Regions from separate parts of the Hordeum vulgare genome. Here regions 1 and 2 are each linked to region 3. Evidence: chromatin contacts called from public Hi-C data. All regions are on one chromosome and are shown on one strand. Each heading gives the region's core, a stretch centred on a gene start, on an enhancer-like site or on the middle of the called end of the contact. The rest is flanking DNA. Distances are from core to core; before and after follow the strand shown.

The links. Hi-C and Micro-C count contacts between places; a contact is called where the count stands out from the background.
Region 1: a Hi-C map of leaf shows a contact between it and region 3, with 6 times the contacts expected there. The contact joins the promoter of LOC123443112 here to the promoter of LOC123443110 in region 3. A contact is called at or near these places in 5 of 6 Hi-C or Micro-C datasets (leaf, seedling and an unstated tissue) and 1 of 1 datasets of contacts at active chromatin or transcription factors (embryo).
Region 2: a contact with region 3 is called in a Hi-C map of leaf, with 2.8 times the contacts expected there. The contact joins the promoter of LOC123441539 here to the promoter of LOC123443110 in region 3. A contact is called at or near these places in 2 of 6 Hi-C or Micro-C datasets (leaf and seedling) and 1 of 1 datasets of contacts at active chromatin or transcription factors (embryo).

The regions. Positions count from the first base shown.
Region 1 is chr3H:95,313,332-95,316,348 of MorexV3_pseudomolecules_assembly, reverse strand. LOC123443112 (probable serine/threonine-protein kinase At1g54610) reads left to right here and starts at 1,579. Exons shown (of 8, transcript XM_045119373.1): 1 at 1,579-2,056. The coding sequence starts at 1,724.
Region 2 is chr3H:95,560,539-95,563,534 of MorexV3_pseudomolecules_assembly, reverse strand. LOC123441539 (proline-rich receptor-like protein kinase PERK2) reads left to right here and starts at 1,745. Exons shown (of 3, transcript XM_045117930.1): 1 at 1,745-2,538; 2 at 2,625-2,885. The coding sequence starts at 1,745. The coding sequence ends at 2,272.
Region 3 is chr3H:94,787,334-94,790,274 of MorexV3_pseudomolecules_assembly, reverse strand. LOC123443110 (60S ribosomal protein L26-1-like) reads left to right here and starts at 1,529. Exons shown (of 1, transcript XM_045119370.1): 1 at 1,529-2,274. The coding sequence starts at 1,609. The coding sequence ends at 2,082.

The DNA of each region.
Region 1 (3,017 bases), core at 330-2,829, 530 kb before region 3:
ATTGAAGCGGAAAATGAACAAATATACAAATGGAAGGGTACGTGTTGATTTCACCCAAACCTTTCCGATGCAGATGCCCTCTTAATAGTACGGTTCTCCTACGACTCAATTCCACTAAAAATGAAACGCAGGAAAATAACCGTCTTCACTATAATCCATCGAGGGGTCATAATCGTCTTGTGCCATAGGTAGAATTCTCTGAAAGGCTTAATGCACACGATTAATCCACAAAAGAACTGTCATCAATCACTAAAACCATCAAGGAAAAAAATGTCCTAACAAATTTTGGCTTTCATTTGGGATAACTGACACTTTAGGAATAATGTGACCTTTGGGGATGAAAAATGCTTCAATTTGAGCGTTATGTCCTTGACAATCTTTGAGCATATTTAAGTGGGGGCATCGAGGGAAACTATTCATTCATGGTTGGATAAAGGTAAACGGGTTGTTGACTAGGTGAGTTTCACTATGTGCGATTTATCACGTTCATCCTTGGATAAGCAATATGTTGGAATGATTAAGATTAATGTTGATGCGAGCTTTGTAGCGAAGGAAGGTTTTGCTAGCGTACGCGTCGTGGCTAGAGATCATAAAGGAAAGGTTGTTTTATCTTCGTGGATTTCCGTCTAGTTTGTTCAAGTGTGGAAGAAGCAGAATTCTTTGGACGGGTCTATATGTTGTGTTGGTCATGCATAATCCTATCATTCCGGAGATTTGATTGGTTTGTTGTAATTTTTTTGCATGGTGATAGACATGTCGATGATCATTGATTTGAAGAGAGGCTTTTCACCTTATTCAACAATTCTCTTTGGTGAAAATTAATTTGGATGCCAACATAGTTGTTGATGAGATTGCAAAATTTTGTTCAAATTTTAGGTCGGATGGGTTGTTGGTTAGGGGACAATTGTGTAATGAACTACTATATGCCTTTTTTTCTTTCTCAATATATGGTGTGATCTTCAAAAACAAATTTAAAAGCGTCATCAAGATATATATATATAAATAAAATAGTAAACATTACTTTTTAACACTCTAGCTAAAAAAACTAGCCATTGTCGACAAATTATACTCATTGTTTTTTTGCATGAAAAACCAAAATCATAGATCCAAACTCCTTCTATATGACAAACCTTAAAAAAACAAATTTTAAAACCTTTTTAATGTGTATATACGTTTTGCGTGTTGGAGTATCAACGTTCACAATGCTAAATAAATCTTGTTAGATTCATTATGAAATGTAATTTTACAGTATACATATAAAGTATTCTCGATGTTTTTTGTAATATAAATTTAATCATAGTTTGCAAATTTTGGCTTGACATAAATCTAATACGTGAAGTAAAAAAGATAGGAGGGAGTACTAGTAAATACACAATCTTAGAGGCCTACCCAAGAAAAGCTCCCAAAGAAGCAATCAAAGGATCATGACATCATGGTCCACCCTCAGGGAAAACCCAAAATTACAAACCAGTCCCTCTCCTCTCCTGTCTCGTCTCGCCGTCTTCTTCACCCGGCCGTTGCTAGTGAGTCTCTCACTACTCGCCCGCCTCCACTCCCAGGGTCCATCCACCCCCTCGCCCACTCCCACTCCCACTCCAAACCCTAACCGCACTCCTCCGCAATTCGCTGGGACCCCGAGATCCGCTCCCCCGCATGCCGTGACTGCCCCGGCGGCGCGGCAGGCCGGGCCGAGTGACCCGCGTGGCCCCCCGGCGCAGCCACCATGGGCTGCGTGTGCGGCCGCCCCGCGGCCATCGACGACGGCCGGTGCGGCCAGACACCTCCGCCGGCGGGGAAGCTCTCGGCTGCGGGAGTGGCCGTGCTGAGGAGGGAGGAGGAGGCTCGGAAGCAGGCGAGGGCACGGGATGAGGCGCTCGAGAGGAGGCGGGCGGCCGCGATGGCCATGGCGGCGTGCCAGGTGAGGAGCCCGGTGCCGAGGGCGTTGGAGGCGGAGCAGGTGGCGGCCGGGTGGCCGCCGTGGCTCGCCTCCGTCGCCGCCGAGGCCGTGCGCGGCTGGGTGCCGCGCCGCGCCGAGTCCTTCGAGAAGCTCGACAAGGTCACGCTCTCTTCGTTTCTCCGCTGCCTGCTTCGCATTTTGCTTGTGGCTTTGGTCTCTCTGCTTCGGGACATCAGAAGTTCAGAACAGTAAAAAATGGAAAAATTGTCCTGCAATTGTTGCCTCTCCTTTTCTTCCGGATTCCTGTTACTACAAGACGAGGAAATATGGCCAGCCATTTCCCTTCTCTATTCTTTCTTCATCGCTCTAGTGGATGCTTGGGATTTGCAAAATTGTTCTGTAACTGGGGGAATTTGCCTTTTTTTTTACTGGTAACTGGTAGCTGGGGACGACTGGTAACAGTAAAATTCTGTTGTGAGTGGAGGATTCCTTTTATCTTTGATGAGAAAATGTGGTAGCCTTGTCTTTCTTTTGGACTTGTTTTGTTAGTCTCAGTGGACCATGGAACCTGGAAATATGAGACATTACTACTGCCAATCTCTGCCATTAATGGGGCAATCCTTTCTTCTCGGGGGCTAGTTTGGACAGGCAAAAAGTAGACCCAATCTCTTTAGGTTCACATGGATCTTAGTTTAGTTCCATTCCCATCTAAAGGAATTACGCTTATTCCCCTCCACCCAGCAGCCCTTATTAGAAATATGACACAAGGTTCGAGAGTAAGGTGTCTACTTTTCAGCTACATATTGCTGCCCTACGGAAGACCAAAATGGGCAGTGCTAATGCCTAATAGTGGGATCGTGCTTTTCACGTTGTATGGAATTTCCTTAGATGGCCGGATTTGGTGGAGGTATTTCGTCTTCCATGCTGTTGATACGTTAGGTCTGCAGTATTGCTTTATAAAAGGTTAGTAAGTACTCCCTCCGTTTCTAAATATAAGACCTTTTAGAGATTGCACTATAGACTACATAGTACATACCAAGCAAATGGGTGAATCTATATTTAAAAGATGTCTAGATACATCCGTATGTAGTTCATAGTGTAATCTCTAAAAAGTCTTATA
Region 2 (2,996 bases), core at 496-2,995, 770 kb before region 3:
CTAGGACTGTTGATCACTCTGTCCAGGCTGCGCCTAGTCCACATACAATTCATTTTGGACAGGATTAGGGCTAGACTAGCTGGATGGAAGGGGAAACTACTGAACATCGCGGTCGCCGCGTCCTGGTCCGCAGTGTCCTGACCGCGCTTCCAACTTTCGCATTACTTGTGCTTAGGGCGCCTAAGAAGTTCTTCCTCGAGATAGATAAGGCTAGGCGACAATTCCTTTGGGCACATGAGGAGGAAACTAGCGGAGGGAAATGCAAAGTTAACTGGCCGGTTGTATGCTCCCTAGTGGAAAACGGGGGCCTGGGGATCCTTGACTTGAACCGTTTCAGTAGAGCACTAAGGCTACGTTGGCTTTGGCTCTCCTGGACAAGCCTAGACAGACGGTGGCATGGCATGGCACTTTCGTGCGACGAAGCCGACAGAGCACTTTTTAGTGCTTCAACGACTGTCACCCTAGGCAATGGAGCAACGGCAACCTTCTGGTACTGTTCATGGACGGGCTCCGAAAACCTAAAGACGACATTCCCAACTCTATTTAGGCACTCCAGGAGGAAGAATAGATCAGTAAAAGAGGCGCTGGAAAACGACACCTGGATTAAATACCTAGCCCATGGTAACACTATGCATCTCTGGGAGGAGGCGATCAGGCTTCATAGATGGATCCAAGATAGGGATCTGCAATTGCAAGAAGGGACTAGAGACACAATCAGGTGGAAACTAGAAGCATCACGAAAGTATTCAGCGAGCTCTGCATACAAGACCCAGTTCCAGGGTTTCTTCAAATCTGATTACAAAAAGATGTTTTGGACAACCTGGGCACCTGCGCGTCTGAAGATATTTACATGGCTGCTGCTCAAGAACAGACTATGGTGCAACGATCGCCTACAACACAGGGGCTGGCCAAATGAATATTTCTGCCAGTTATGTCTTCGGAATCTAGAGTCATCTGTACACTTGTTCTGGCAATGCCCGATGTCACTCAAGGTATGGACACATGGGAGGCTTGGCGAATGGGAGGAGAAGGAAAAATCATTAGAGATTGTAGCTGCGATGGTCACCAAAACCATGCCAGAGCATAAAAAGGCCATCAAGACAATGACCATCTTGATTTTGTCTGAGATCTGGAAGGAGAGAAATGAAAGCACCTTCAGGAGCAAGCACGCCGGGTTACAAAACATGAAGAATGAAACCATCGAGTTTTGGCGACAAGCAGGAGTGGCGTTCTTAGAACCCCCCTTCTGGGATTCGCCGTGAATTTTCGCCATCTGTAACCTCATCTCTTTTTCCCTTCGGTTTTTTCTTTTTTTCCTTGATCCTAGGATCGCATCCAATGTTTGTTTTCCCACACTGCTATCTGCTTTGATCAATATATGCCAGCCACAAGCTCGGTCTTTCAAACAAAAAAAAGGTCTTGCGAGACCACCTCATTAACACGCCGTTGTGATATTATCCCTACTATTAAAAACACGAGAGGACATATCCAACTAGTCATATCAATCGTCGGATTAGTAATCTAATGGTGTACAGTATACTCCCTCCGTTCCTAAATATAAGTTTTTTAAAAGATTTTACTAAATGTCTACATACGAAGCAAAATGAGTGAATATACATTCTAAATTATGTCATGTATGTAGTCCTTTAGTAGAATGTTTAGAAAGACTTATATTTAGAAACGGAGGGAGTACTAATGAAACGCTGCTTTACATCCTTGCGCCGCTCGCCCCGCCCCTCACGCCCTTGACCCGCCCCCCGCCCCCGCCCCCGCCCCTTCCCTCAATCGCTCCTCACCTCCTCTCCCACCCCCGATTCACTCGCGGCCGCAGTCACCATCTTCCCCACCGCCAACCTCCCTCCCACCCCGGTGCCTCTCTATCCGGCCACCGCCGCCCCATCCTCACACCCTCCCGCTCCCCTTCCCCTCACCTTCTCCCCCTGCCCTAAGGTCAGTCGCCGCTGCAACCACCGTATTCCCCACCACCAACCTCCCACCCCCGATGCCCCTCTCTCTGGCCATCGCCGACCTCCTCCCCCTCCTACCCCCGGTGCCCCTCTCTCAGGCCACCGCCGCCCCATCCTCATACCCTCCCGCTTCCCTTCCCCTCACCTTATCTCCCCGCCCCAAGGTCAGTCGCCGCCGCAACCACCATATTCCCCACCACCGACCTCCTGCCCATCCCACCCCTGGTGACCCTCTCTCTGGCCAACGCCGCCCCATCCTCACACCCTTCCCCTCCCCTTTCCCTCACCTTCTCTTCCTACCCTAAAGTCCTAGATCGGGATCGGGATCGGGCAGGAGACGACCTGCATCCATCCAACCTCTAGGTCGGCATGGATACAGAGGTGATTGAGGTCGGCACCATGATCGAGCGTTGGGACATGAGGTAGTATCATCGTGGTTCTTCTCTGCTCCGTCATCAAGGCTTCGAGCGGACAGGAGGCGGCCTCCGTGCGCCAAGGTCGGCGACATCAGGAGGGTCGGTTGTCATCCTACTCCTCTGCTCCACCGCGTCATGGACACTAGTCCCGGACGGTAACACCTCTCCTACTGCCAATTCCACGTCTAAATCGATCTCCACGGCCAGGCTGATGTTTGCTTCCCCCTCTGATTGCCCGCAGGTGAGGCGTTTCTGGGCGGAGCGGAGGGAGGCCGGAGCTTGGAGCACGACGGCTGGTGGACGCGGCATGGTGTCGGGTACCTGTGAGAGAGGAGCGAGATAAGCGGGAGAGGAAAGGGACCACGAGAGGAAGGAGATGGGATGCTGGAGGGAGAGAGAATGGAGCGGCGAGATGTGGGGGTGCTCCAGTTGCTGCTGCTCGCTGGCCATCGGTTGGCCGGAATTGCGGCCCCGTGCATCACGTGGTGAAGCCAAGGTCCAGGTCATCATGCCATTGCTGACCCGCTCCCTCTTTCTTTCCCACGTAGAACATTATTTTTCGTTGGTCCTGTAGATGCATCCATGTGTAGCTTTTTAATCTTACAAATTAGAG
Region 3 (2,941 bases), core at 280-2,779:
GGAACTCTTACAGTGGCAACCGAAGGGATTCAGACTGGCGACCATGGGGTGGTGATTTCAATCACGCACGCAGTGGCGATCTAGATCAGAACAAGGTGCCAGCAAAGTCTAGAACTGCTGTCGGGCGTGACAGTTAAGTGGATCGCGGTGATGTTGATAAATTGCCGAGGGATCCGAAGATTCTTCACTCCGAGGTGGTAATGGTGGAGAACGGCGCCAGCCATGAAGACGAAGATGCGGTAGAACCAGAGCATGATGGTGCAAGGCCTGAAGATGAAGATGCAGAGTATGAATATGGAGAGGTGGTGGAATTAGATGAACATGATGAAGATGATGGTGGTGTCACCTATGAATATGAAGAGATGGAAACAGAGGACAATGGTCAGGACAATGAAGCTGTTGTTGTTGCTGGCCTGAATGATGCACATGTTGTTGAAATAAATGCCAGCCACCAACTGCCCATGGTGGATGTTCATCCATCACAGCCTGTTGAGGAACCGGCGCACACGCAGTCCCAGCTCAGCGACGTGGAGGAGGACACGGATGCGGGCGTTGTGCGTGTGGATGCATGCCTGATTGAACCAGTGGCTGAAAACAGTGATTGTTCTGAAGTTATAGGTGAAAAGGAGGCTCCGCAAAGTCAACCTGAAACTGAGCTTAAAGTTAGAGGTGAAATGGACGCTCTCCAGAGTGAACTTGGAACTGAACTTCAAGTTAGAGTTGAATTGGAGGCTCCGCAGAGTGAACGTGAGGATATAAAAAATAATGCATAATGACACATGAAGCATGTTGTGTTTTTTTTTACCCGGTGCAACGCACGGGTATTTATACTAGTAAATACTCCATCCGTTCATAAATACTCCCTCCGTTCCTAAATATAAGACATTTTAGAGATTGTATTACAAACTACATACGAATGTACATAGACATATTTTAGAATATAAATTCACTTATTTTGCTTCGTATGTAGTCTTTTAGTGAAATACCTAAAAGGTCTTATATTTTGAAACGGACGGAGTATAAGACATTTTAGAGATTGCACTATGAGCTACATACGGATGTACATAGACATATTTTAAAGTATAAATCCACTCATTTTATTCCGTATGTAGTCCCTCAGTAAAATCTCTAAAATGTCTTATATTTTGGAACAGAGGAAGTATAAACCAAATTCCCCTCCGATCTTCAAACTCGTCGGGAGGAGGTTGAACCGAACAAGGCCTCACGGTTTTCCTACGTGCATCGTGATCGCTGGAGGCAGCCGGCTAGGCTTTCAGTTTACACGGGCCAGCAGATCAGCATTCGGTCGGACCTTCTTGTTTTATAAGCCCAAACATGTACTCAAATTAGTCCAAAGAAACAAGTAACAACGGCCCAGCTAGCCCAACAACCCATTCCGCCGAACATATCCGCGCCGTCCACTCCCCATCGAACGCCTCGCCGAGCCCACGCGACGGAGCGCAGATAAAACCCTAGTACCATCCCACCTATATATTGCCCTCCCACCGCAACATCCCGCCGCCTCCACACACTCCCTCCCGCACCAGAACCCTAGCCCCCGCCGCCGCCCCCCAGGTAAGGGAGAGCGCCCACCCCCCCGCCGCCGCCATGAAGCGCAACCCCCGCGTCACGAGCTCCCGCCGGAAGTGCCGCAAGGCGCACTTCACGGCGCCGTCCTCCGTCCGCCGCGTGCTCATGTCCGCCGCCCTCTCCTCCGAGCTGCGCCACAAGTACAACGTCCGCTCCATCCCGATCCGCAAGGACGACGAGGTGCAGGTCGTGCGCGGCACCTACAAGGGCCGCGAGGGAAAGGTGGTGCAGGTCTACCGCCGCCGCTGGGTCATCCACGTGGAGCGGATCACCAGGGAGAAGGTGAATGGATCCACGGTCAACGTCGGCATCCACCCCAGCAAGGTGATCGTCACCAAGCTCAAGCTGGACAAGGACCGCAAGGCCCTCCTCGACCGCAAGGCTCGTGGCCGCGCTGCTGACAAGGCCAAGGGCAAGTTCACCGCCGAGGACGTCGCCGCCGCAGCTGGTGGCGCCACGGCCACCGGCGCCTCGCTCCAGGAGATTGATTAAGCTCGGTTGCCATACTGCTCTTGCTATCCTAGTTTTTTACCAATCACCTGTTCTGTTAGGATATGCTATCTGAAAACTGCTGCTTTATTATTCGTAAGATGTCCGTGGATGAGCGTTTTGGAACCTTTAATGTGCATCTATCATGTGCCTGTGCCCTGGATTTTGATATGAAGACTTCATTACATGTTTAAATATCTCGTTCATTGTCTGCCGTGTAGATCTTATTAAAGTTGTTATTTTGTATATCTTCGTGCACTAGAGATATTGCTCATCATCCGTTAGCTACAAGGTTATACAGTGTGTGTGGCACATGTCAGACCCTGTACTTGTAATGTTTTATCGACTTGCTAGATCATACTAAATGGTATGAGGTACTCCCTTGGTAAACTAATATAAGAGCGTTTAAAGCGTTTTTGGTCAGCCATAGAGTAGTTTTTGGTCAGCCATAGAGGAATAACTTTGAGGTAAATGATAAATTCAACCTGTTTCCGTAGGCAGTTGTGATCCAGTCTTTCTTTCCAGTAGCAGTCAGTAACCCTTTGTCTCATCGTTCCATGACATTTCCTGCTCTACACCATCCAACAGCCTTTGGTATAGCTGGAATTTCAGACTCATCACCTGATCGTTTGCTTATCGGATGGTTAGTTATTGCCTTGTGTTTGTTGGGGTGACTGTCTGCTGTTTGTTTCTCTGTGATTCTGTTGAAATCTTACTCAGTATCATTCTACGCACAGAAGCAAAGTTTTTTTTGTTCAGTCTTCTCCATCAGTCCAAACTCTCTGCTTAACATCACAGCAGAAACATCCCTTCATGCTGTTTTTGCCGAATTCTTGAGTAGTTAGTGTGCCTGAAGATGTAA